4 separate regions of the Mus musculus genome follow, and all the other regions are linked to region 1. Evidence: chromatin contacts called from public HiChIP or PLAC-seq data. All regions are on one chromosome and are shown on one strand. The core of a region is the stretch at or near the end of the contact, and the rest is flanking DNA. Distances in the headings are between cores, read along the strand shown. Region 1 overlaps Inpp4b (inositol polyphosphate-4-phosphatase, type II). Region 2 overlaps Inpp4b (inositol polyphosphate-4-phosphatase, type II). Region 3 overlaps Inpp4b (inositol polyphosphate-4-phosphatase, type II). Region 4 overlaps Inpp4b (inositol polyphosphate-4-phosphatase, type II).

Region 1 (6,043 bases), core at 1,039-3,538:
AAAATAAAATGAGAATTTATACCAACAAAGAAAATCACCCTTGAAAAGACAGCCATAATTTCAAAGGAAATTTTTACACAGAATTGCTGGTCTTGATGATAGAATTTGGTGCCATATTACAGTAGCACTTGTGAAAATAGGAGTAATATTGAATTTGTGAACAACTGAAGCTTTCAGATAATAAACAAGGCAACAGTCAAAGAAGCAGATTTCAATTTAAGCATGTGGTCCTAGGGTAACAACTTAGAAAGTGCTTGAACGTAGTGTATAGATTCTCAAGAGAGAGACTCAGGCTAGAGAAAAATACAGACACACACACACACACACACACACACACACATTCAGAAACACTGGCTAATGGCTAAGTCAATGTAATGTATAAGTTTGCTAAAAATGCATAGAATGAGAAGAAAGGTTTAAAGAATCATAAGATACAAAGATATTTAGTGGGATAACTAGTGTTTCCTATGGAAACAAAGCATAAAAAGTAATGAGGAAATCTAGAGACTGGAGTACAGAAGAAAACAATGGAAAACTGCCATTATTCTGTTGAAATGTTAGCTGGTAAGAACTAGGGTCATTGAGTAGAGACTGGGCTATTTCTATGGGCAGATATGAGAGTAACTGATTGATGGAAGGAAACAGGAAATAGTAAGATAAAGTATAAAACAAACAGTCTGGTTTAAGAAAGGAAGATGAACAGACACTGGCAATAAGACAAGGGTCACACAGGAAGCTGTAGGAACTTTAGTATGCTCTCCAAAATGACCTTATTTCCTGTTGAGAAAAAAGATATATTCACATATTCATAAATTAAATATAGGGAAAATTTCCCAATCCACCTTGAAAAGCTCAGACCACATAAGTAAAGATCAATAAATCCATATTTCTAATTAGTGTTTTTTTTCAACTTGACAAAAACCTCAACATATCTAGGAAGAAGGAATCATAATTGAGAAAATGCCTCCATAAAACTGGGATTTCTGCAAGTCTGTGAGACTATTTTTTTGTTAACGATTGATGTAGGAGAGACAAGGACAACATAGACAGTGGCACCACTGAACAGGTGGCCCTGGGGTGACCAAGAAAGCAAGCTGGCCAAATATTAAAGACAAAGACAATAAGCAGCATTCTTTCATGATCTCTGCTTTAGTTCTTCCTCTATATTTCTTCCTTGAGTCCCTACCTTGATATGGATCCTATGATCGGCACATATACACTGAAGTAAACCCCTCCTCAAGTTGATTTTGGTCAGCATCTGTTATAAGAGTAATGCAAATCAAAGATATCTATCAACAGTAACAGTTGTTGTTATTATTATTATTATTATTATTATTATTATTATTATTATAACAGTATTGTCTGTGAACAAACAATACTGTAGCAATGAAAAAAACCAGAATACACATCTAGAAAATAGACACAGAACTTTCAAGCTTCCATTTGCAAAGACTTAAGAGAAAGAGCCTTACCCTATGTCAAGAAAAAGTCAGCAATGTATACAATCAAAACTTTCCAAAAATGTTGAAAGGTCATCAATCAATCTGAATCTAGAAAACACATTGGACCAAGAATGAGGAGAAGAATGCCAGGCCACACACTGGTAGTAAAAACTCAGTCAGAATGTTTGATGAATTACTAATAGTCAGTTCAGAGGTAGCATCAGATATACAAGACCCACAAGTCAAGGGTTGTCTAGACTCATTAATAGATTCTCTGTCTTAGGCATCACTCAGGTACTTATAAAAAAAAACACCACAGAGCTGAGTGGGTGTCTAGAGACTGCACCTCTTTGTGACACATACCCATGGGAGGAAGAGCAGTCATCTCAGAAAAAGAACATAGCACTACCCTCATCACATCCAAACAGTGCAGAAATAACAGGTCCGTCCATGATGCTACACACCTAGACCCATTGCAATTATGTAGTGGAAACAGATAAAGAGAGGGAAATCTCAGGAGACAGGGTCAGTAAGGACTTTCACATGCTTTATTACAGTGCTCCAAGATCAAAGAGCTTACTATGTGGTGTGGGCTCTAAGGTGTGGGCTCTAAGAAGATAGTAGAGGACATTCCTACCTGACTCCTACCCCCACCTCAACAGACTACCGAGTGCTAATGATACTTGCACACCACTAGTAGAGACACGACAGCATTGAACAGTGAACTTCTCTCCCAGCAAAAGCCTAAAGTTGAGAGCAGAGAGCAAAGTTTCCATTCATTCAGCCCTCCCTCTACTAAGTAATAGCAACACCAAAGGAACATGCAGTTAGTTCAGTTATGCACTGAGGGTTGTCATAGAAACTATACCAAAGCCCTGCTAAGCTACTTACTAGACTGATTCCACCTCCTCTGTACAAACAGTAAAGGCTTAGAAGTAAAACTGGGATGTCTACCTCTAGTCATGAACACTCTTTTGCTGAGACTCAACTGTTCTACATAGCACACAGATAAGGAAGAAGAGGTAAATGAACAAGGAAAAGTAGGAGGAGCAGGGAAAGGAGCAGGAGAAAAACGAGGAAGAAAGGAGGAGGAAGAGGATGGGAAGAACAAGGGGAAGAGCAGAAGAAGCAGGGAGGGGGAGCTAAAACAAGAAAATTATTTTAAGAAAAAAATGTAGGAATGTCATCTAAAAAGTCAGATCTAGACAGTACACAAATGCTGAAACGATCAAAAACCAAATCAAAAGAGATAATTCTGAGGCTATAGCAGAAAATTCTACACAACTACATGAGAAATGTTAGCAAAGACAGAAACAGCAAAACAAATAAAGTTAATATTAAGAATGTAAAATACACTGAGTAGCACAATGAAGACTGTTTCTGGCAGACTGATGTATAACTGTGTCATAACCTACAAACTAGGAAACCAGAACATAGGTCAGTAGAATCCACCCAAACAGAGTCATGGAAAGCAAAGAGACTGGTGACATGTGGGTGACAACACCAAGCACATTCTATCTCTCAGGGGAGAGAATGGAGCAAATATTTGAGGCAGTACTGACTGAGATTGCTCCAAAAATGATTAAAGGCATTGACACACATATCCAAGCTCAGCAAACATTATAAAAGATAATAGACCCCTATACACCAGTAGGCATATCTCTCTCTCTCTCTCTCTCTCTCTCTCTCTCTCTTCTCTCTCTCTATGTCTCTCTATCTTTCTCTGTATCTCTCTGTCTCTCTGTCTCTGTCTCTCTGTCACACACACACACACACACAGTATAAGTCTTATTCATAGCATTGAACACCAATCACAGGGAAAATCCAAGCAAAAGAAAACAAGTTGAGAAACACAATGGCTTCACGCTAGAAGCTATGCATTACAGAAAAAAACAAATGGTGTCTTCTGTGTTCTGAAATTAGAAAACCCATCAACCCAGCATTCTACACAAGGAGGAAGCAACTGCTAAGTGCTGTTGTGTGCTAACAGCTCTTATCCAGAAATAATGAATGACAACCTCATTATCAGCATTTCAAAAAACCTTAAGAGAAGTTCTTCAAGCATAACAGACACATGCAGGTCTATGAAATAAATGAGCAGCTCCAGGATGGCACAAAGAAAATAGAAGTTAACTTCATTTCCTCTTGCTTCTAATAAGGACAAAAGATAATTGCCTAAGGCAGATATGAACATTGTCTATTCCTACGGTAAGTGTACAAGGTCCTGGGCTGGTCCTGCGGCACCGAGAACAGAACAAAAATTAAAGAAAAAGCAAATGGTTTGTGGGCCTTATTTTTGTTGTTGTCGTTACAAAAATGCTCAACTTAGTTGTTTCAATGTAAAATCAGCCACTGATAATATATAAAATACAGGCATGCTATACTGATAAACTTTACAGACAAAACTCACTATAATCTGGATTTGACTTGTAAGCCACAGACAGCAACCACTAGTTTAAAGCAAAAATAATATAAAAGTATTTTTGCTTAAATCATCTAAAATATAAATATGAATTGTGTGTGTGTGTGTGTGTGTGTGTGTGTGTGTGAAACCAACACTAAAAAGCACAAGAAGCACTGATGTATATATTGAACTGCTTATATATTAAGGGTATAGAATATGATTATTCTACTAACACATTAGAAGGTAGACACTGGGTTACCTCACTCAGGATGATGCCCTCCAGGTCCAACCATTTGCCTAGGAATTTTGTAAATTTTCTCCTTCTTAGAATTAGAAAAAATCACCCATGGAAGGAGTTACAGAGACAAAGTTTGGAGCTGAGACAAAAGGAAGGACCATCTAGAGACTGCCATATCCAGGGATCTATCCCATAATTAGCCTCCAAACGATGACACCATTGCATACACTAGCAAGCCTTTGTTGCAAGGACCGTGATATAGCTGTCCCTTGTGAGACTAGGCCGGGGCCTAGCAAACACAGAAGTGGATTCTCACAGTCAACTATTGGATGGATCACAGGGTCTCCAATGGAGGAGCTAGAGAAAGTATCCAAGGAGCTAAAGAGGTCTGCAACCCTATCGGTGGAACAACATTATGAACTAACCAGTACCCCAGAGCTTCTTGACTCTAGCTGCATATGTATCAAAAGATGGCCTAGTCGGCCATCACTGGAAAGAGAGGTCCATTGGTCAGGCAAACTTTATATGCCCCAGTACAGGGGAACACCAGGGCCAAAAAATGGGAATGGGTGGGTAGGGGAGTGGGGGGGGAGGGTGGGGGGGCTTTTGGAATAGCATTGGAAATGTAATTGAGGAAAATACGTAATAAAAAAATTAAAAAAAAAGAAGGTAGACACTGAAGAATTGCACTGACTATGACAATTATGAGATAACCATTAATGACATTTAAATGTGTGCAATAAGCTAATAATGGAGATATAGTAGAATAAAAATTTTAAATGCCTCTGTAATTTTAAAAAACAGAAAAAAACTAGAATATATTGAATCTAGTGACCATAATGGTTTTAATCCAAACATCAATTAATTATATTACTTTGAATTTATTTCACATACACACCAGTTTTTAGAACTAAGATATGCAGAATAGAACATGCAAACTCTATTTCACAGCTATGTTTAATTATTTTTGTTACATTTTAATATGATATTATAGATAGGTAAGAAGCAAAAGGATGAGAAAACATGTATACTCCAAACACTCATCAGAAGAAGGCTGGGGTCACGTCTCAAATACTGAACACAATTTATTATATATCTACTAATTTTAACAGGGTCATTGTTAGTTTTAAAATGTTAATCACCAAAAGGCAAAATAAGCCTAAATAAGTCATATGTGAATAATCTGATATAAATCTAACAGGAAAAGAAATAGATACACGCAGAGTTATATCTGAAGAAATCAATGTTCCTCTTCACTATAGAGGTAGACAAACAATCCTACCAACAAAATCACCTATCTTACACCGAGAACCCTAGCCACCTGACAGCACAACTCACATTTTCTTTTGCAAAGTAACATGAAGAATTCACTAAGGTAATGTGTGTGGATCATAAAATAAAACCTAGCAAGTTAAAAGATACAACGTCATCGAAGATATATTTTTTGCCACAGTAAAATTATACAGGGAAATACTCAGTAAAAGATATTTAGAAAGCCCTCCAAATAACTGGAGTTAAATTGTATATTTCCACATAACCCATGGATCTAAAATGAAGTTATAATGATATGTGTTATATATTTGAAATCAAGGAAATATATATAATACATGTCAAAATGTTCTTGAGGAAATGCAATAGATTTAAATGCATGTATTAGGAAAAGGCATCACAAATCCATAATCTAAGCTTGTACTTTATAATTAGAAAAGGTCAAATTACATTTGCAAAAGTGGAATAAAGAAGACAAATATAGATAACAATTATAATAGATGAAGATTACTTTCCAGGAAATATTTTAAATGCCAGCAAATCAATAGCAAAAGGCAAAAACCTCCATCAGAAACAAAATCCTTCCAATTGTATTTACTAGTAATTAAATATATCAAGCAGAACTGGCTGAGAAACACATCGGACAATTTTGAAATTCACTAGCCATCTGGCAAAGTAAATGAGATATGA
Region 2 (6,043 bases), core at 2,537-5,036, 240 kb after region 1:
AGGTGAAGCTAAGACTGAGTCTGAGAGACTTGTGAGCTGTCCTACCGACACCCAAGATTTCCTTGGGCTGTCACTCCATGCATTCCATCTGTCATTTATTTTGAACTTTTATAGATTTAGTTTCATTAAATTTTAGTTTATTCACAAAATTATTCATTTATGTTTAAAAAACATTGTCTGAATTAGGGTTTTTATCACTATGATTAGACAGTGTGACCAAATCATGTCATGAAGAAAAGAATTTATTTGGCTTACACTTCCATAGGATACTCCATAATCAAAAAAAGAAAAAAAATCAAGATAGGAACTCCAACAAGGCAGGAACTTAGAAGCAGCAGCTGATGCAGAGGCCATGGGGGGGTACTTCTTACTTGATTGATCCACATGACTTGCTTAGCCTGCTTTCATATACAACATAGGACCATCAGGCCAGGGTGGCAATACCCACAATGGGATGAGCTCTCTCCATCAACCATAAATTAAGAAAATGTTGTACAGGTTTGCTTATAGCCCTATCTTGTGAAGCCATTTTCTCAGTTTAGATTCATATCTCTCAAATGACTCCAACCTGTGTCAAGTTGACATAAAACTAAACACACAAATATCTATTCCTATTAGACATGAGAGTCTCTAAATATATGTGCTTGGTTCTCAAATTGTTAGTAATGATGTCATCTTTAAAGTTATGTAACTACCTGCAGGAAATTTGAACTAATACAGAGACACACAATTGGAAAATGTACAAATTGAAAGACCATGGAACACTTAATCCTAAATGAGGTATCTCTATCAAATCCCTCCCCTTGGGGGTCAGGGAACCATGAGAAAGAGGCAGAATTATTGTAAGAGCCAGTGGAAATGAAAGATGCCAAGGAAGCAGTGTCTCCTAGACACAGGAGGACTAGTGTACATATGAATTCTCAGAGATCATGGTAGCATGCATAACACCTGCACAGACAAATGGGGTCACAGCAATGAGGGGTAAATTAGATGTGACCCCAAACCTGGAACCAGAAGTTATTTCCAATTGACAACCATTCACAAAGGGAAAATCAGTTTTCTCCTATAGAGTCTCACTGTGTAGACAAATCAGCAGTAGATGGCCAGCACAAAAAGAACTCATGGTATTTTGGGAGCAGTTTTTTGTTTTGTTATTATTTTATTTTGTTTTGTTTTGTTTTGATCTTGGTGCTCTTTTGCTTATATATTATGGTTTCAGATTTTGTGCTGCTGTGGTGTGTGTGTGTGTGTGTGTGTGTGTGTGTGTGTGTGTGTGTGTGTGTGTGTTTTACATGTCTGTGTGTTTTACGTATATCTTACTCTTTTTGTTTATTTTATATTATATTTGTTTTGTTTTATTCTGTTTTGTTTGTTTATTTTTATTTCTGCATATTTGTTTTCTAAAGAGAAAAATAAAGAAGACAGTATGGATAGGGTGGTGGGGGAATCTTGGAGGAGATAAGATAAGGGAAACAGTAATCAGAACATATTGTATAAAAAAGTAATTATTTTTAATAAAAAATTCTAAGTTTGGGCAAAATTATTCTTTAAAATTTAGATAAATGATTAAAAGAATTAGAAGAATTTTGTAGTTTCATACACTAATATATTATCATAATTTTCTTTAATTTTCAATATTTTGATTTGTTCTAATTTCTTAGAAAAAAATTTCAAGTTGTTCGTCAAAAGCTTCCATTTCCATATACCCTGACTTCAACCTCCAAAAATTTCTATTTTATGCATAATTTTTGTATTCTTACTTCCTGAATGTTTGTTTTATATAAAATCCAGTTTTCAATTATAGTAGAAATTTAATATCTTGTAACTCAACAGACATAATAGTGTTTCAACTCCAATTTTTTTTAAATTTTACTTCCCTTCAACATGGAAGTAATTTTAGGCCTATTTTCTACAGAAATAAACAAAATGAATTTCAAAACTGAAATTATGTAATTTTTTTTCTTTTTTTTATAGCAGCATTTTTCACATTGTACAAATAAAAGTACTTATTTAAATGTATAATTAGAAGTTTCTAGATATAGCATATATTTGGATTTCCTTTCAATTTCCAAGCTACAACATTTGAGAATAAATATTAGAATCTGATAATAGTTACCCTTAATTTAATGCCATGATCACTCCTGAACTTGATGCTGGCTCCATCTAAAATTAGATGACATCAAAGTAGTCTTTGTGGTATTGATTGAGTGTTTAAGTTCATTTGTTTGGGTTTTGTCTGGTTTTGTTTTATTGCTGAAAATTAAATTCAATGTCTGACTATCACACACCAAGTACACATTATTATCACTGAATTATATACCAGTCCATGGAGCCATTTTCATACAGAAATACTGATATCTAGCTTTGCTGAGCAGAGACAAATATGTCTAAAATAGTTGAATTTGAAGAACTTGCTCAGGGATAATATTTCAGTCTACTTTAAGTACTTCTATGCTGCTGTGGAAGGTTGAACATGCTTGGCCCATGCGAAGTGATACTATTAGGAGGTATGGTCTTCTTGGAGTAGATGGGACCCTGTTGGGGGAAGTACATCACTGAGTTTTTGAGGTGAGTTTTGAGGTTCTATGCTTCAGTTCCATTCAGTATGGAAGAGAGCCTCCTCCTAGCTACCTGCAGAAGAGAATCTCCTTCTGCCTGCCTTCAGATCAAGATGTAGAACTCTCGGCTCCTCTAGCACCATGTCTGCCTGAAAGCTGCCATGCTTTCTGCTATAATAATGGACTGTACCTCTAAAACTGTAAGCCAGTCCCAATTAAATGTCCTTATAAGAGTTGCTTTGGTCATAGTGTCTCTTCAGAGCAATGAAACCTTAACTAAGACAGAAGTGTTGTTTAGAACAGGTTTCCTAACTCCTTCTAGGACTGACCCCTCATCTACACACAAAAAAGATATCAGACCACGCTTAAAGTGGAGCGTGTGGGAGAACAGTACGTGGCCTGCACACTGTCTCCTACTCTATGTGTGAACCTATTTCTATAATTTAGCTAACAAACTTTGAAATATTTCTGATGTCCTATATTGTCAGAAGTGACTGCAAAAAAAATAACCCTCATAAAGTGACACAGTCACTTTAAACCCAAGAAAAAATTTAATAATCCTATCTGAAGCATTAATCTTTGCTAACAGAGACACTTTCTCATAAGTGATAATTCTGTGTTCAAAATTCCATCACAGTGAATAAAAAGTTTCTTCTTTTTAAAAAGATGAGTTAATATCATAGAACAAAGGTAATGAATTTTTCACTCAGTTACATTAAATGGTTGGACATCGATTCTATATCAGCCAGATTTCCTGTTAAGAGGTCAGTATGTAGCAAAGGTGAAAAGATTTTTCTTAAACATATTATTAAGACTAAGGTAAGAGCTTCAGGAAGACAAAAGTAAAATGTACCCCCCCTGTTTTCACAATGAGTCCAGTGAGTGCCATTAAATAATTGAGCATGGGTGGGGTCTGATGCTTACGGTTTATAGTTTATGTGTGTGTGTGTGTGTGTGTGTGTGTGTGTGTGTGTGTGTGTGTGTGTGTGTATGCATATATATATAATTTCTTATGGAATGGTTCAGTTTTATGCAGCCTATCTCATCCCCAGTAGAATGGAAGAAAGTGTACCACTGTTCTTTATATCCATTAGAGGTAATGAGTACTGAAACAGAAAGGGACTTTCTGCTTAGAGATCAAAAAGCTGTTGTTCCAAACCACACAGCTTTAGAGAACACTGGAAACACTCTGGTAGTGAAGAGTTGGCTAGACATGACAGGGACCACGCAGTCTCTGTTTGTTCTGGTAGCACTCATTGTGCCAAAATTTGAGCATAACCATCAGTGTCTGTAGCACTGCCATGTGGAAAACACACATATGCAAACCCTGGCACTCAGTAGTCAGTTGCCATGACTGATCTTGAGAGAAAAAGAGAGTAATACCCCCAAAACCAATGAAGATATCTCAGTAAGAGTGGGTAACACAGGAAGCTCTGTCTATCACAAAGAGGACTCAAGGTGTCACCCGCAATACAGGATGAGTCAAACAGCAAGATAAAGAAGCAAGAAGAGACAAAGCATAGAAACTTGTTGCACAGTAGACACTCTTTTTTAAAAAATAAATCATTTAATCCTTTTTTACAGTCTAGCTGTCATCCCCTTCCCTGTCTACTCTCTGACTGTTCTCTATCCCATTCCATCTTCACAAGGATGCCCTCAATCCCCAGCTCCCCACACCACTATACTTTCCCACTCCCTGGGGCCTCCAGCCTCTTGAGGGTTAGGTGCATCTTCTCTGACTGAGTGGAAACCTGTAAGTCCTCTGCTGTGTATGTGTCAGGGGCCTCATATCAGCAGGTATATGCTGCCAGGTAGGTGGCCCAGTGTCTGAGAGATCTCAAGGGTTCAGGTTAGCTGAGACTGCTGGTCCTTCTACAGGATCACCCTCCTCCTCAGCTTTTTCCAACTTTTCCCTAATTCAACCACAGGGGTCAGTAGCTTCTGCCTGCTGGTTGGGTGCAAATATCTGCATCTGACTCTTTCAACTTCTTATTTGGTCTTTCAGAGGGTGGTCACAATAGGCCACTTTTTGTGAGTTCTCCATAGCCTCAATAATAGTGTCAGGCCTTGGAACCTCTCCTTGAGCTGGATCTCAATTTGGGCCTGTTGCTGGATCTCCTTTACCTCAGGCTCTTCTTCATTTTTGTCCCTGCAGTTCTTTCAGGCAGGAAAAAATATGGGTCAGAGTTTTTGACTGTGGGATGGCAACCTCTGCTGCAGGTGGGCTCTATGAGTTCCCTCTCTGCACTGTAGGGCATTCACTTTAATGTCCCTCCCTTTGAGTCCTGAAAGTCTTCTACCTCCCAGGTCTCTGGTACATTCTCCATCTCCACTCTCCTGAGGTTATCTGTTTCCATTCTTTCTGCTGGCCCTCAGAGCTTCATACCTTAAAAATGTTAACAAGACAAAGAGCGCAAGTGAGGATGCCTCAATCCCACTTGGGAGGAAGAAGAAAGCAATCGCAGAAGGGAAAGGGAGGGACCTGAGTAGGAAAGAGGACATGGAGGGGACGAGAGGAACATGATCAGATATTGGGTGGGTGGTAGCAGACACTCTTGAAATTGAAAGTTACATCATGGATAACTGGAGCTGGAGTTTGGAGTTCTATTGATAGATACTGTGCTGAAACTACTTAGAGATGGCTAGTTTCCAGCAGTAAATCAAGAGAGAACATCTGCTTAGAGAGCTTTAATTACATTGTGTTCTATAGCAAGCAGTGTATACAATGGTAGAGGAATAATATATAATTTAGTAAAACTATCTCTCCATACATACTTTATTTAAATCCTGTATAACCATGATATCTGTCACCGCTTTAAATTCATGGGACAAAAGAAAACTTCATATGAAAATTTCTGAACTTATTGTCATAGAATATACAGAGTTGCAGTTCTCTGCAGGTGTTTGCCATGGACACTAGTTAAAGTTAACTTTCACCAGCACTATGTGCAGAGCCCTGTGTCTTGTTTTTGAGAAGTCCTAAAACACAAGTCCTCCTTCATTATCTTCCACCAGTCTTAGCTCACTCTTTTCAGAGAAGTAAACATGTGGAAGACTGGTTTTCCTTAGTAAATGATGAGAGCAACTCTTCCCTGAGTGTCTGGTCCTGATGTTGCACAAGTTTATTCTTTTCTATCCCAAACCTCTTGAAATAAACAGCAGTTCTCCCTGTACTTTTCACTGCCTACTCATTCTTTGACCCACAGCAATTCAGCTGTATCTCCCTCAAACAGTGCCTTTCTTCCCAAAGGCAAGACTAAACACCAAATCCAATTAATTTCTCTGGTCTTATAGTATTTGGCAGTTTGGAGACATTGGATAGTATAGGCCATTATCTCCCTGAAACTGTATACTCTCTTAATTTTCTTTCTAATCCCTATTTTCAATCACGTTTACTGCCCCTTTCTTTTTCTGATTATCCATAAAACACCACATCTCACATGTCACCATTTATTTCCTACTATAAATCTATTTCCTGTGGACTT
Region 3 (6,043 bases), core at 904-3,403, 220 kb after region 1:
GACCCCTGGCCTGTGGATAAACAGCAAGCAGCATCTACACTTTGCCTGTTTGTACCTCTCTATTTCAAATTCAGTCTCTCTCTCTCTCTCTCTCTCTCTCTCTCTCTCTCTCTCTCTCTCTCTCTCTCTCTCTCTCTCCTTAAGTAATAGTAATTTTTTATTGTGTCCCTATAACATCAGATTAACTTCATCACCAGAATGAGTAGTTTAATCAATTCTAAGTCATTCTGCTTAGCTACTGCTAAAGGCCATGTCCTTATTTCACCTGACTCACACTGGCTGCAAGCAACATAATTTGTTTTCTTCTCAAATATAGAAATGAAAGTAAGCTTTCAACAGGAGATCATGCAGAGCAGTTTTATCTTCCTCTATGACACTGTTAATGTCATTTTGTCTTGCTGTAATTTCTTCCTGTAATATTTTAAAGAAAACAGCCAATTCCAGAGTCCCTCATTGCTTGGATGCTTCCTGAATGTATCTCAGTCACTTGTGTGCCTCTGTTGTATCTACTGGAACCTCTAACAAGAGATACAGATCTATATGCTAGCTTTACATGTTTCTTTGCTGTGGGATCTTTGAAACACAGATTGGCACCCAGGACCAAGCAATTTTCCCACATAATAGCAAAGCATATGTGTGCAATGACCTCAATTTTCTGAACAATATCTTCAGCAAAAAATTATATTGTTTTCTTTTAATAGAAAGTGCTAAATTGCCCACTGTAACGTATTTTATTAGTTTCAAACATAAAATATGATTCTTTAAAGAATTACTCAAACTCTATTCCAGGATTGTTTTAGAACAAGAAGCCATAGCATATTTGAAAGGTTTATGGTATGACTTAATTGCATTAATTCTCAAGATGTGTTACTTACTTCTTCAAAGGTAATCATAGAGGATATATCACAATACATTAGGATTCTAGGTTGCCACAAAGTCTCACTATTACTTTACACAAACATTTCTGAGTGAATTAATCCTATTCTACGTAAATGTATGTTCAGACAAACTAAGAAAGTATTTAAATATTAGTATTCATCTTCTCCATTCCTGATACTAAATTACACCCCAAACTCATGTAATTTTAAGTCAAATGAATTGTCTCTACCTTGTAAGATGGACAGATAGATAAGAGATAGATGGTAGATAGATGATGGATAGATGATAGATAGATAGATAGATAGATAGATAGATAGATAGATAGATAGATAGATAGATAGAGATAGGAAGAGATACTACTCTCTACAGCACCAAATTAATTGGCATTTACACATTTACTAAATCTTTTCTAGGATACATTACCTTCTATATCTCCATTCATGGCCCTTTGTATTTTTATTTAACAAGCAATGGCATTCTTAGAAACATTGTGCAGGGAAAAAAGATCTACTCAGCATCTAACAGAACCATGATGAGAAATCGGGGTCTGGTCCTTAAGTCCCTTTAGGGCACAATGGAACATTTTTTATTGATCCATGAATATATGAGATGACTGTGTTGCAAGGCACGGACACACTGGATTAGACCTTTGAGTCACAAGGTATCCCACAGGTAGAATCAGGATGACCTGGAGTGCCCTGACATGGCTGTAGCATGGGGAGAAAGATTTCAGATGGTCTTTTGATTCTTTTAGATTAGGAAAAATCATGTAAGGTAAGTAATTCTAGCTGATATTGTACAGAAAAGATCTGTGGGGATGGGTGAAGGGTTTTTAACTAATCTTGATACTCTTTTACTTCTTCTTGTGCCAGCCTCTTGGGTAGGTTTTATTAGTTGTCTCCCTGCTTCTCCATCAGTCCCCACAGGATACCTGACTGCCTGCAAAATTTTCTTCACTTAAAAAGACTATGTATGTTGGGGGCTCACTGTGCTCTTGATTTAGTGTCGATTTAACATGGAAACAATCTTGTAAGAAATCAGAGCTCTCCTGCAGAGAGCAGCTGGAGAAATGGCAGAAGGGCCAGAGAAGGAAAGGTAAGTGGTCACCTCCTCTCAACCTAGAGGGCCTCCCCTGGCTGCTTCATCTTCATTAGAGAAGCTAATTTAAACTCTTAAAACACATCCCAGCATCCCCTTTCCATTCTGGGCAGTGATGACAGTGAGCTCTTCACATAGCACAGCCAGGACTAAGAAATGAGCTCAGACACCCCAGCAACACACCAGCCACATTTCCCTCAAAGATATTTTTAGACAATACCGAGAAAGGGGTTTATAGAAAGTGACTTGTCTTTTGTCAGTCTGCCTATTCAAGTCCTGATAGATAATGATGCATTCTGTCCTGTATATGAGGCTCAGCTGACCTGCAGAACCGAACAGGGATAAGCACTTAAGAGGAATCATGTGCCCAGATTCATCACCAGACATCAAGGACAATGGGACCATCACCACCCTCTTCTTATCCTGATGTTATCAGCAGTTGCAATGTCACCACATTTCTATCAAAGCCTGGTGAAATAGCTCAGAGGGAAAAGTAACCTTTCTGTCACGGGGACTTCAATGTGTCTGTGATACCTTTGCAAAAGAGGAAGGGAAAGTGAATTCAGCAACGATTCCATTCCCATTTCCAAACATAGCACAGGTTCATGGCTAGGATATAGATTTCTCTAAAGAGGATGCTCAGATTAGCACTTCTAATAAAGTCAAGCTGTGATGTCTGTGTTTAAAATCAAGTAGAGGGAGATGAACTAACGGAGAAAATCACATGTACTAGAGTCTATGATGCATCCTGATTTGGGAGCAACAGGAGATTAAAATCTTAGTTGCTTGGTCATTCCTGATGAAGACAAGCTCAGTATGCCTTCATTTGACTGAAGAATCTGCTGGGTTCACTCTTCTCTGTGTTTCCCTGGGCTAGATCAGAAAGCCAGAGACTGAGGTGGCTATGTCTCTACTACAAAGTCTTGAAATTACTCACTGAATTAGACATGCCACTTTGCTCACATGACCTCTTACCAGTTGCTTCATATAAAACACAGAGGAAGAGTGAAACTGCCTGGGTCAGACAGTCCATAATCATATATGTTCTATACTCTTCTCCATCTCAAGGTCACTCTGAAATAGTGGATGAAGCAGAGGACCTGAGACTTACCCTCACTTCTCACTCAATATCTATGACAAATTACCCAGTGTTCTTGAAACAGAAGCACTGCCTCTTCATAACTGGAGGGAGAAAAACTTTTGGATCATGTGACATCATTTTTTTCTGGAATTACTATTCAGAAGCCAGCATGTGACCAGATAGATTGGAGTCTTATTTCTTCAACAATTACTTTTAATGTATTGTTAGGACCAAAACATACATTCTCACAGGACTTTGGACAGAAGAAGAACTTTGGACAATTGACGGTTGTTGACAATGGCAGAATCAGTAAGCCCCAAGAAGTCAGCCTAAATACCTATGAGCAAAAGTAAATGATTTCAGCAGGTTGTACTAGTTAACATGTGTGTGCATACATGTGTGGGGGGGTGTGTGTTATAATTAAAGAATAAAAGAATAAGAAACTATGAATTTGAGGAGTGGAAGCGATATGGTTGAGAATGGAGGGAAGGAGGAAGAGAATGATATAGATACAGCACTTATATAGAGAATTCTCAAAAATAAAAAATAAAGAATTGAAATAGAAATATCTAGGATTTCATAATTTCTGCCTTCTACTTGGTAGAAAGATTAATAGTTTTAAGATCTCTGGAGAGATGGTCCAGTGGATAAGACTGCTTCCTGAACAAGCATGAAGACCTGAGCTCAAATCTCCAACATCCATCCAAAGCCAAAAATGACTACACATCTCTGTGATCCCAGAACTGTGAAAGATAGAACCAGGAAGATTGCTGGAGTTTGCGTGTCCCTAGCCTGGCTCTAGGGTTACTGAGAGACCTTCTTCCAAAGAAATAAGGCAGTGAGTGACAGAGCAGGACATCCTTGAGTTAGGAGTTGATGTAGGAGTTCAGGCACACTGGCATGTGCTCCAGCACACTTGTGCATAAAAACCACACAGACACACACCATTCATACATACACAAAATAATTTTAAACAAAATTGGATTACATTTACTAAATTTGATGTCTTTTAAAAGACTCTTGTAAAATAACCTTGCTTTGGTTACACACACAAGGAAATAAAACAACTAAATCTTCTCAAGAAAACGTTTTCTCCCCAGGGAGCAAACACCCAAGAAAAGCCACCGTTTTCTATAAGAACTTTCATTTCCCTACCAGTCCAGTAGTTAGGTCTTGGAGAATAAAGGAGAAGATTATTCCAGAATCAACAATGTTGAGAATAGTTACAAAACCACAAAGCAAGTTGTGGTTTAAACATTCACTTTTAATTTAGTTTTAAACAATACCTATCCCTGCATAGTAAAATTATAATTATATTTAAACTATATAAAGTATTATTTGACAAATTAAACTCCCATTTAGAGACATTGAAGTCTTGGCCCTGTTTCATGACTGCACAAAGACATAGCATTCTGCAGGGGATGTCCAACAAAACAAGAGCTGAAAATGCACACATGGATCTTATAAAGCTCTGCAGAAGCTGAAGCATGGGTGATCTTAACCAGAAAAACCCAAACAGACAACTCTGCCAAATTCAATAGCTATTTTCTTTTCCTGAAAATAAAAAAAAAATAAGATAAGATGAATTCATACAATAAACTTGAATAATGCTGAAAACAATCTTTCTCAGGCTGGAGATCTAAATGTATCTTGTACATTAATGCGTTTTTCTAAGCAAAAGACCAAGTATAATAGAGCTGTCACTTTCCTGATGCAATTATCTGAAAATTAGTGGTTTATTTGTAAAATACTATGTACAAATCTATGATTGGAAATAGAGGGTTGGGAGAATAATAAGATGCATCGTGTTTTTAGCAGCATGCTACAAATGTAGAAGCCTACCCAGCAGCTATGATTTAATAGACTGTGCAGCAGAATTTAAATCAGTTGTATAATGTTCATTAAGACAGCTCCAGTGTTCTTTCTAAATGAGCACTGAGTTATCTCCAATCAAATCTCAGTTGTCAGGCATAGGGCTCCATGGTTGTACTGGTGTCACTCATACAAATGAAAGCCATGTGTCATGTCATAACATTGAATCAAGGAGACAGGACGGGCCAAGATGAACCAAAATTTAATCAGACAAGAGGTCAAGTGTAGTGATATAATGAGAGCTGGGATTGTGAGAACTGCTCCTAGGTTGACCCAGAAAATATTAAATATTGAAGGAGTCATCAGAAGGTTAGAACAGGAGGCTGGGAAGGCTGATACCAGGAAGGTTACAACAACACTAGTCTGTGGGATAAACTGATCCATGCCATGGTCCTAAGTCAGAATATTCCCTCTCTGCCCTTTTCTGTGTCCTCTGATAAGACAGAGTAGCCTGGCACTCCAATCACGTACACATCCTGAAGAGTCCATAAAACCATGAGAGAACATCTTATGTCATCTGTGCAGCAAGCAACCTTATTCCACACCATAACTTGCATGTAAGAATGTAGATAGAAAGCTAAATGCCACCCTGTTGTATGACATTTTCTGGGAAGAGACAGAAAGAATCACTCTCCAGCCCTCAGGTAGACATGATACTGAAAAAACCAAAGCAGAGATTCCATTCAGGTCCAGCTTGGTAAGCCAATTGCTTTATCAAGATTTCTTACAGAAACATTGGTGACTCAATGACAACTCTACCACCTATAAATGATCTGGGCAACTTATAAGCAGCCAGGTCAAGAAGCATGCCCTAGTCTACAGTCTATTGTTCAAGCTCTCATATGGTGATAATTGTGGAAGAAAGTGCCCTCATGAGTATCGTGGAAAGACCTTATGAATTTGGGAATCTTTGCAACCCCACTTCCCTCCACAGGGAATGTTGGTAGGTCCAATAACATCAGGGTCTCCTATATGTCGTGACAGCTGCTCTGTTTCAAAATGGTGATGATCAGGTCTGCCTGGAAGATAAAGTCCTCCAAGAGTGTGAAGTCCATCTGAGAGATAAACAAAAAATACACAGAGATACTATAATTTTGTGGCATAAGCCTTCAT
Region 4 (6,043 bases), core at 998-3,497, 180 kb after region 1:
CATAATCAGCTTCCAAACGCTGACACCATTGCATACACTAGCAAGATTTTGCTGAAAGGACCCAGATATAGCTGTCTCTTGTGAGACTATGCCGGGGCCTAGCAAACACAGAAGTGGATGATTACAATCAGCTATTGGATGGGTCACACGGCCCCCAATGGAGGAGCTAGAGAAAGTACCCAAGGAGCTAAAGAGAACTGCAACCCTATAGGTGGAACAATATGAACTAACCAGTACCCCCTGGAGCTCGTGTCTTTAGCTGCATATGTATCAAAAGATGGCCTATTCGGCCATCACTGGAAAGAGAGGCCCATTGGACTTGAAAACTTTAGATGCCCTAGTACAGGGGAACGCCAGGGCCAAAAAGGGGGAGTGGATGGGTTGGGGATTGTGGGGGTAGGTATGGGGGACTTTTGGGATAGCATTGGAAATGTAAACAAGGAAAATACCTAATTTAAAAAATGAAACATTAGAAAAAAGAAAAGAAAAAAAGAACACAGGCAGAACATTTTAATCCATGCCCATAATCATGGCTTCTGTTTTGTTTGGTGGCTTTCAGCATCCTACACAATTTCTTGTGGGTTAAAAGGCAGCCAGTGTCCTGCCCAGGTCTTGAGCTGCTGGACAAGGCAGAACACGGAAGTTGTGACTGCACCCCACCCCCACATGCAGATGCAGGACGAGGGTCAGGCTGTGAGATGCTGTAGGATCCCGCTCCAGGGGTGGGGAGGCACAGTCTAATGTCCCCGTGGACTTGGCAAAGTTGACTCGGAGTCCTGGCCAGCATGAAGGCTGAGCATGGCAGGTCCTCAGACTCTTGGGCACCACAGATGTCGCTGGATGCAGCAGAAGTGCTGAGAACAGAGTGGTGGCCCGCAGGTTGGATATAGCCAAGGTGAAGGGAAAAGGGCAGGAGGAGGGCTCTGGCTGGGTCCTGTGGGGAGGAGAGAGTCCTTGGCTTGGCTCAGCAGTGATGGTGACCATCGCTGGGAATGCAGAGAGGCCTCCTGAGGGAGATTAGACATTGCTCTTTAGAGAAAAACCTGCTCCATTGTTTCCCACAGTGGATCCAAATAAGAGACAGTCCATGGTTTTAAAGCACTTATTGTCATGGTAGATAATTCTGATAAGTGGAACTGTACCCCATTTTTCTCAGGGCAAGCCTGAGGTAAAATATTTTTTGCAGGGAGGAGTGTCGGGGAAGGGGAGCTTAATTGACTAAGCCCTTCAGACCTTTAGGTGCCTCATTAAAATGGGGTCTGTCTTGAGGCTACATGATCTGTGGTCACATCCTCTACCTGTGGAGGGCTTGAGGCATTCCCTTACATGACTGATGTCCACAGACCCATGAAGTGGAGAGCTGTGGCCTCCTGTCTGGAACCTGTGTCTAGGAGTGTGACAAAACACCTACTGTCCCTTGCAGGCTACGGTCACCTTCTGGGGCACTGGGGTTTTAAACCTAGCTCAACCAGAAACCAGGCTGCCTCTCACAGTCCCACAATTTTTCTCTAACATCGAATATAAATGTGAAATAAGGTAATGAGGGTGAAGTATGAATTTCTTTCCCCCTATATTAAGCCTACTCACCAATTTAACAGCAGACAAATAAACAATGTGGATCAACTAAGAAATTAGAAAACTGTATCAATTTCATTCAGTCCCATTATAGCTTGTGGTAAAGCCAACAATGATTACAACTATCCACCAACTGTACAGTCCTTGCACAGTAGATTCAGCACTGGACATGTATCAGCTACAACTAGTTTTACCTTGCAAGAGACAAGAGAACACTTTGGATGACATTGTCTGTAGGCATATATTTTCACAGCCTACTTCAATAAGGGTTCAACCTCCATTCTAGCCCACCATTTACCAGAAGTAGTGGGAAAAAAAGATTATTAGAATACATGGGAAGTGGACATGTTTAGAAATAGTCCTTTGGGGTGATTGCAATCTTCGTTGTTCTCAGTCCAGTCCACTAACAAACACCAAACACAAATCAGCAGGAGTCATTCAATCCAGAAGAAACTGTGAGACTTGTCAACTGGCCCAAGTCCACAGAATTGACAAAAAGGAGCAGTACCTTCACGAGGAGAAGTTCTACTGTGAGTTTCTCTCCACAGTCACCACAAGCTAAGCTCATCAATGCCATGTAAGGCAAACCAATTTATGTGCATCATTAGTGAAGTCTAGTGATGCAGAGCAAGGCAAGCCAACACTCCAGCTCCCACTGTCTGAGGGGCCACATTTACATTCTTTCTAAACATCACGTGTACTTTCTCATTTCTGCTATAGCAAAACATCCTTTCACCTGTGCCTGCTTCATTAAAATATTCTTTCACACGTTTGCTTTAGCAAAACATCCTTTCACTTATGTGCCCCAGCAAAACATCATTTAACGTAACTGACTTTCCAAAGAAACCAGAAGTTTCCATTTCAATTGTTTGTACTTCTACAATATTGACATATGTATGGGTCATAGCATTGATGTGGTCAAAGAACCATGCGTCACTCCAGTGCTACTCAGTGGAATTTAAAGTGCAACTTACTCCTCATTCCTAAGATCTGTCAAGCATCTCTCAACTTATTTCACACGGATAAATAGGAAGATCATCTCTACTAGGTTATGCAACTGTATGGATTGTATATGATAATGATACTCATAAAATATATAACTAACATACTATGTTTTCCATATCCACAACTCCATTCTAAGCACTATTGCATAGCATAACCCACTTGTATTTAAAAATGAAAAACTTCTATAAATCAGTACTATTATTTCCCTTCTGTCATAGGTAGGAAAGCATCAACATCCCACCTTTTCATATATATATCTGAGAGAGTGAGAGATTCATATATCTATATCATCTCTATCTATCTATCTATCTATCTATCTATCTATCTATCTATCTATCTATCTATCTATGTCTATATCTATATATCCTTCTTTTTATTCCTTTATGTGTTCTCCAGGTGAAATCCTGGAACTAGTGTATGCTGGAAAACAACTCATTGGGCTGTATCCACCTCTATTTTTCCAATTTTTAAATTGGGACACAAAATCTGGCTAAGTGTCCCAGACAAGCTTTGAACTCTCTTTATAGGTCAGGACTTAAACTTGTGATCTTCCTGCTTCTGCCTTCCAAGTGGCCAGAATTACAGGTCTAACAACATTATGTAATTAACAAAGGTCATATGTTAATTGATTGAAAACTAAGAACTGACGTTCAGTATACCCACCCCAGAGTCTATTACCTTAACACCAGCATTACCTTAATTAAGCAATTCAGCACAGTGTAGATCTCCATTTGTAGCTGTGGCTGTAACTGCAGTATTAATATTTTGTATGGACTTCCAATAAGCTGCATATTGTCCAGGGCTATAAATGTTAATGAAGTAAATAAAACTATTTTGCCAACACTTCATTTTTGTCACATTTTTCTTTTAACAACGCAATAAAGACATAAAGTGTTAATGTCCTTCCCATTCATCAAAAAATGAAACTTCCACTGTAAAAACATCCCATCTCTTACTCTCTCTTTCTCTCAATCCAGAGCTCTAGATGGAGATGTCCACCTACATTCTGACATTTTAAGATTTATATCATCCTGAACATACTGGATATAGCAAAAACTAACTGAATGCATAAAAGAAATGGGGCATAAAACAGAATGAAGTGGAAGATTTGAGCTCATTCTAGTGAATGAATTGTCTTTCCTTCAGAAGAGGCATGAGGAAGGGACCCAAGGGAGGAGAAAGAAAAGGAAGGGGGTGTAGTAGGTTGGCCTGATGCTTCTTAGACTCTAATGCTAATACCCAGCCCCCAAGACTAGCCAGAGATGAGAGAGTCCACACTTAAGATGATAAGTGACCCTGCCCTCAAGTTATTTCTGATTGGTGAATAAAATTGCCAACAGTAATAGCTGAGCAGAAGAGACATAGGTGGGCTTGAGGTTGGAAGAGAACCACAAGGAAAGAAGAAGGAGGGAGAAGCTGCCATGGGTAAGGAGTCAAGAAAACACAGCCCTAAGTGTTGGCTAATTGGAGTTAAGAGCAGACCTAAAGCTGTACTACAGAGCAATTGTGATAAAAACGGCATGGTACTGGTATAGCAACACACAAGTAGACCAATGGAATAGAACTGAAGACCCAGAGATGAACCCACACACCTATGGTCCCTTGATCTTTGACAAGGGAGCAAAAACCATCCAGTGGAAAAAAGACAGCATTTTCAACAAATGGTGCTGGCACAACTGGCAGTTATCATGTAGAAGAATGCGAATTGATCCATTCCTATCTCCTTGTACTGAGGTCAAATCTACGTGGATTAAGGAACTCCACATAGAACAAGAGACACTGAAACTTATAGAGGAGAAAGTAGGGAAAAGCCTCTAAGATATGGGTACAGGGGAAAAAAATCCCTGAATAGAACAGCAATGGCTTGTGCTGTAAGATCGGGAATCAACAAATGGGACCTCATGAAACTGCAAAACTTCTGCAAGGCAAAAGACACCATCAATAAGACAAAAAGGCCACCAACAGATTGGGAAAGGATCTTTACCTATCCTAAATCAGATAGGGGACTAATATCCAATATATATAAAGAACTCAAGAAGGTCGACTCCAGAAAATCAATTTACCCCATTAAAAAATGGGGCTCAGAGCTGAACAAAGAATTCTCACCTGAGGAATACTGAATGGCAGAGAAGCACCTGAAAAAAATGTTCAACATCCTTAATCATCAGGGAAATGCAAATCAAAACAACCCTGAGATTCCACCTCACACCAGTCAGAATGGCTAAGATAAAAAATTCAGGTGACAGCAGATGCTGGCGAGGATGTGGAGAAAAAGGAACACTCCTCCATTGTTGGTGGGATTGCAAGCTTGTACAACCACTCTGGAAATCAGTCTGGTGGTTCCTCAGAAAATTGGACATAGTAGTACTGGAGAATCCTGCAATACCTCTCCTGGGCATATATCCAGAAGATGTTCCAACTGGTAAGAAGGACACATGCTCCACTATGTTCATAGCAGCCTTATTTATAATAGCCAGAAACTGGAAAGAACCCAGATGTCCCTCAACAGAGAAATGGATACAGAGAATGTGGTACATTTACACAATGGAGTACTACTCAGCTATTAAAAAGAATGAATTTATGAAATTCTTAGGCAAATGGATGGACCTGGAGGGCATCATCCTGGATAAGGTAACCCAATCACAAAAGAACTCACACAATATGTACTCACTGATAAGAGGATATTAGCCCAGAAACTTAGAATACCCAAGATATAAGATACAATTTGCTAAACACATGAAACTCAAGAAGAACAAAGACCAAAGTGTGGACACTTTGCCCCATCTTAGAATTGGGAACAAAACACCCATGGAAGGAGTTACAGAGACAAAGTTTGGAGCTGAGACAAAAGGATGGACCATCTAGAGCCTGCCATATCCAGGGATCCACCCCATAATCAGCTTCCAAACGCTGACACCATTGCATATACTAGCAAGATTTTGCTGAAAGGACCCAGATATAGCTGTCTCTTGTGAGACTATGCCGGGGCCTAGCAAACACAGAAGTGGATGCTCACAGTCAGCTATTGGATGGTTCACAAGGCCCCCAATGGAGGAGTTAGAGAAAGTAACCAAGGAGCTAAAGGGATCTGCAACCCTATAGGTGGAGCAACAATATGAACTACCCAGTACCCCCCAGAGCTCGTGTCTTTAGCTGCATATGTATCAGAAGATGGCCTAGTCAGCCATCTGTGGAAAGAGAGGCCCATTGGTCGTGCAAACTTTATCTGACTTAGTACAGGGGAATGCCAGGGCCAAGAAGTGGGAGTGGGTGGGTGGGGGAGTGGGTGGGGGAGCGGGTGGGGGACTGCCCCATCTGGGGATCCATCCCATATACAACCACGAAACCCAGACACTATTGCATATTCCAGCAAGATTTTTCTTACAAGAGCCTGATATAGCTCTCTTTTGTGAGGCTATGCCAGTACCTGGGAAATACAGAAGTGTATGCTCACAGTCATCTA

What was found. HiChIP or PLAC-seq counts read pairs in DNA pulled down with a chosen protein or histone mark.
Region 2: a contact with region 1 is called in a BATF HiChIP or PLAC-seq map of CD8 T cells, with 16 read pairs. The contact joins two enhancer-like sites. A contact is called at or near these places in 1 of 15 datasets of contacts at CTCF or cohesin (CD8 T cells), 2 of 484 Hi-C or Micro-C datasets (CD4 T cells and CD8 T cells), 1 of 115 datasets of contacts at active chromatin or transcription factors (CD8 T cells) and 1 of 9 other capture datasets (liver).
Region 3: a CTCF HiChIP or PLAC-seq map of CD8 T cells shows a contact between it and region 1, with 5 read pairs. The contact joins two enhancer-like sites. A contact is called at or near these places in 1 of 15 datasets of contacts at CTCF or cohesin (CD8 T cells), 1 of 484 Hi-C or Micro-C datasets (embryonic fibroblasts) and 1 of 115 datasets of contacts at active chromatin or transcription factors (CD8 T cells).
Region 4: a contact with region 1 is called in an H3K27ac HiChIP or PLAC-seq map of regulatory T cells, with 5 times the contacts expected there. The contact joins two enhancer-like sites. A contact is called at or near these places in 3 of 115 datasets of contacts at active chromatin or transcription factors (Th2 cells, astrocytes and regulatory T cells) and 2 of 9 other capture datasets (adipose tissue and pancreatic islet).

Annotation. Positions count from the first base shown.
Region 1 is chr8:81,732,061-81,738,103 of GRCm38.p6, reverse strand. All of the region lies in intron 3 of Inpp4b (inositol polyphosphate-4-phosphatase, type II), which reads right to left. Among named protein-coding and RNA genes, the nearest start is that of Gm51582, 390 kb to the right of the region's middle. Within about 2 kb of position 2,288, at least 18 of the 459 cell types and tissues checked have an H3K27ac peak or open chromatin away from gene starts, as enhancers often do. A contact at or near this core is called in CD8 T cells and regulatory T cells, where this site is marked.
Region 2 is chr8:81,495,679-81,501,721 of GRCm38.p6, reverse strand. The region is part of intron 2 of Inpp4b (inositol polyphosphate-4-phosphatase, type II); the gene reads right to left. Among named protein-coding and RNA genes, the nearest start is that of Gm51582, 160 kb to the right of the region's middle. Within about 2 kb of position 3,786, at least 25 of the 459 cell types and tissues checked have an H3K27ac peak or open chromatin away from gene starts, as enhancers often do. A contact at or near this core is called in CD8 T cells, where this site is marked.
Region 3 is chr8:81,511,486-81,517,528 of GRCm38.p6, reverse strand. The region is part of intron 2 of Inpp4b (inositol polyphosphate-4-phosphatase, type II); the gene reads right to left. Among named protein-coding and RNA genes, the nearest start is that of Gm51582, 170 kb to the right of the region's middle. Within about 2 kb of position 2,153, at least 12 of the 459 cell types and tissues checked have an H3K27ac peak or open chromatin away from gene starts, as enhancers often do. A contact at or near this core is called in CD8 T cells, where this site is marked.
Region 4 is chr8:81,555,070-81,561,112 of GRCm38.p6, reverse strand. All of the region lies in intron 2 of Inpp4b (inositol polyphosphate-4-phosphatase, type II), which reads right to left. Among named protein-coding and RNA genes, the nearest start is that of Gm51582, 220 kb to the right of the region's middle. Within about 2 kb of position 2,247, at least 18 of the 459 cell types and tissues checked have an H3K27ac peak or open chromatin away from gene starts, as enhancers often do. A contact at or near this core is called in regulatory T cells, where this site is marked.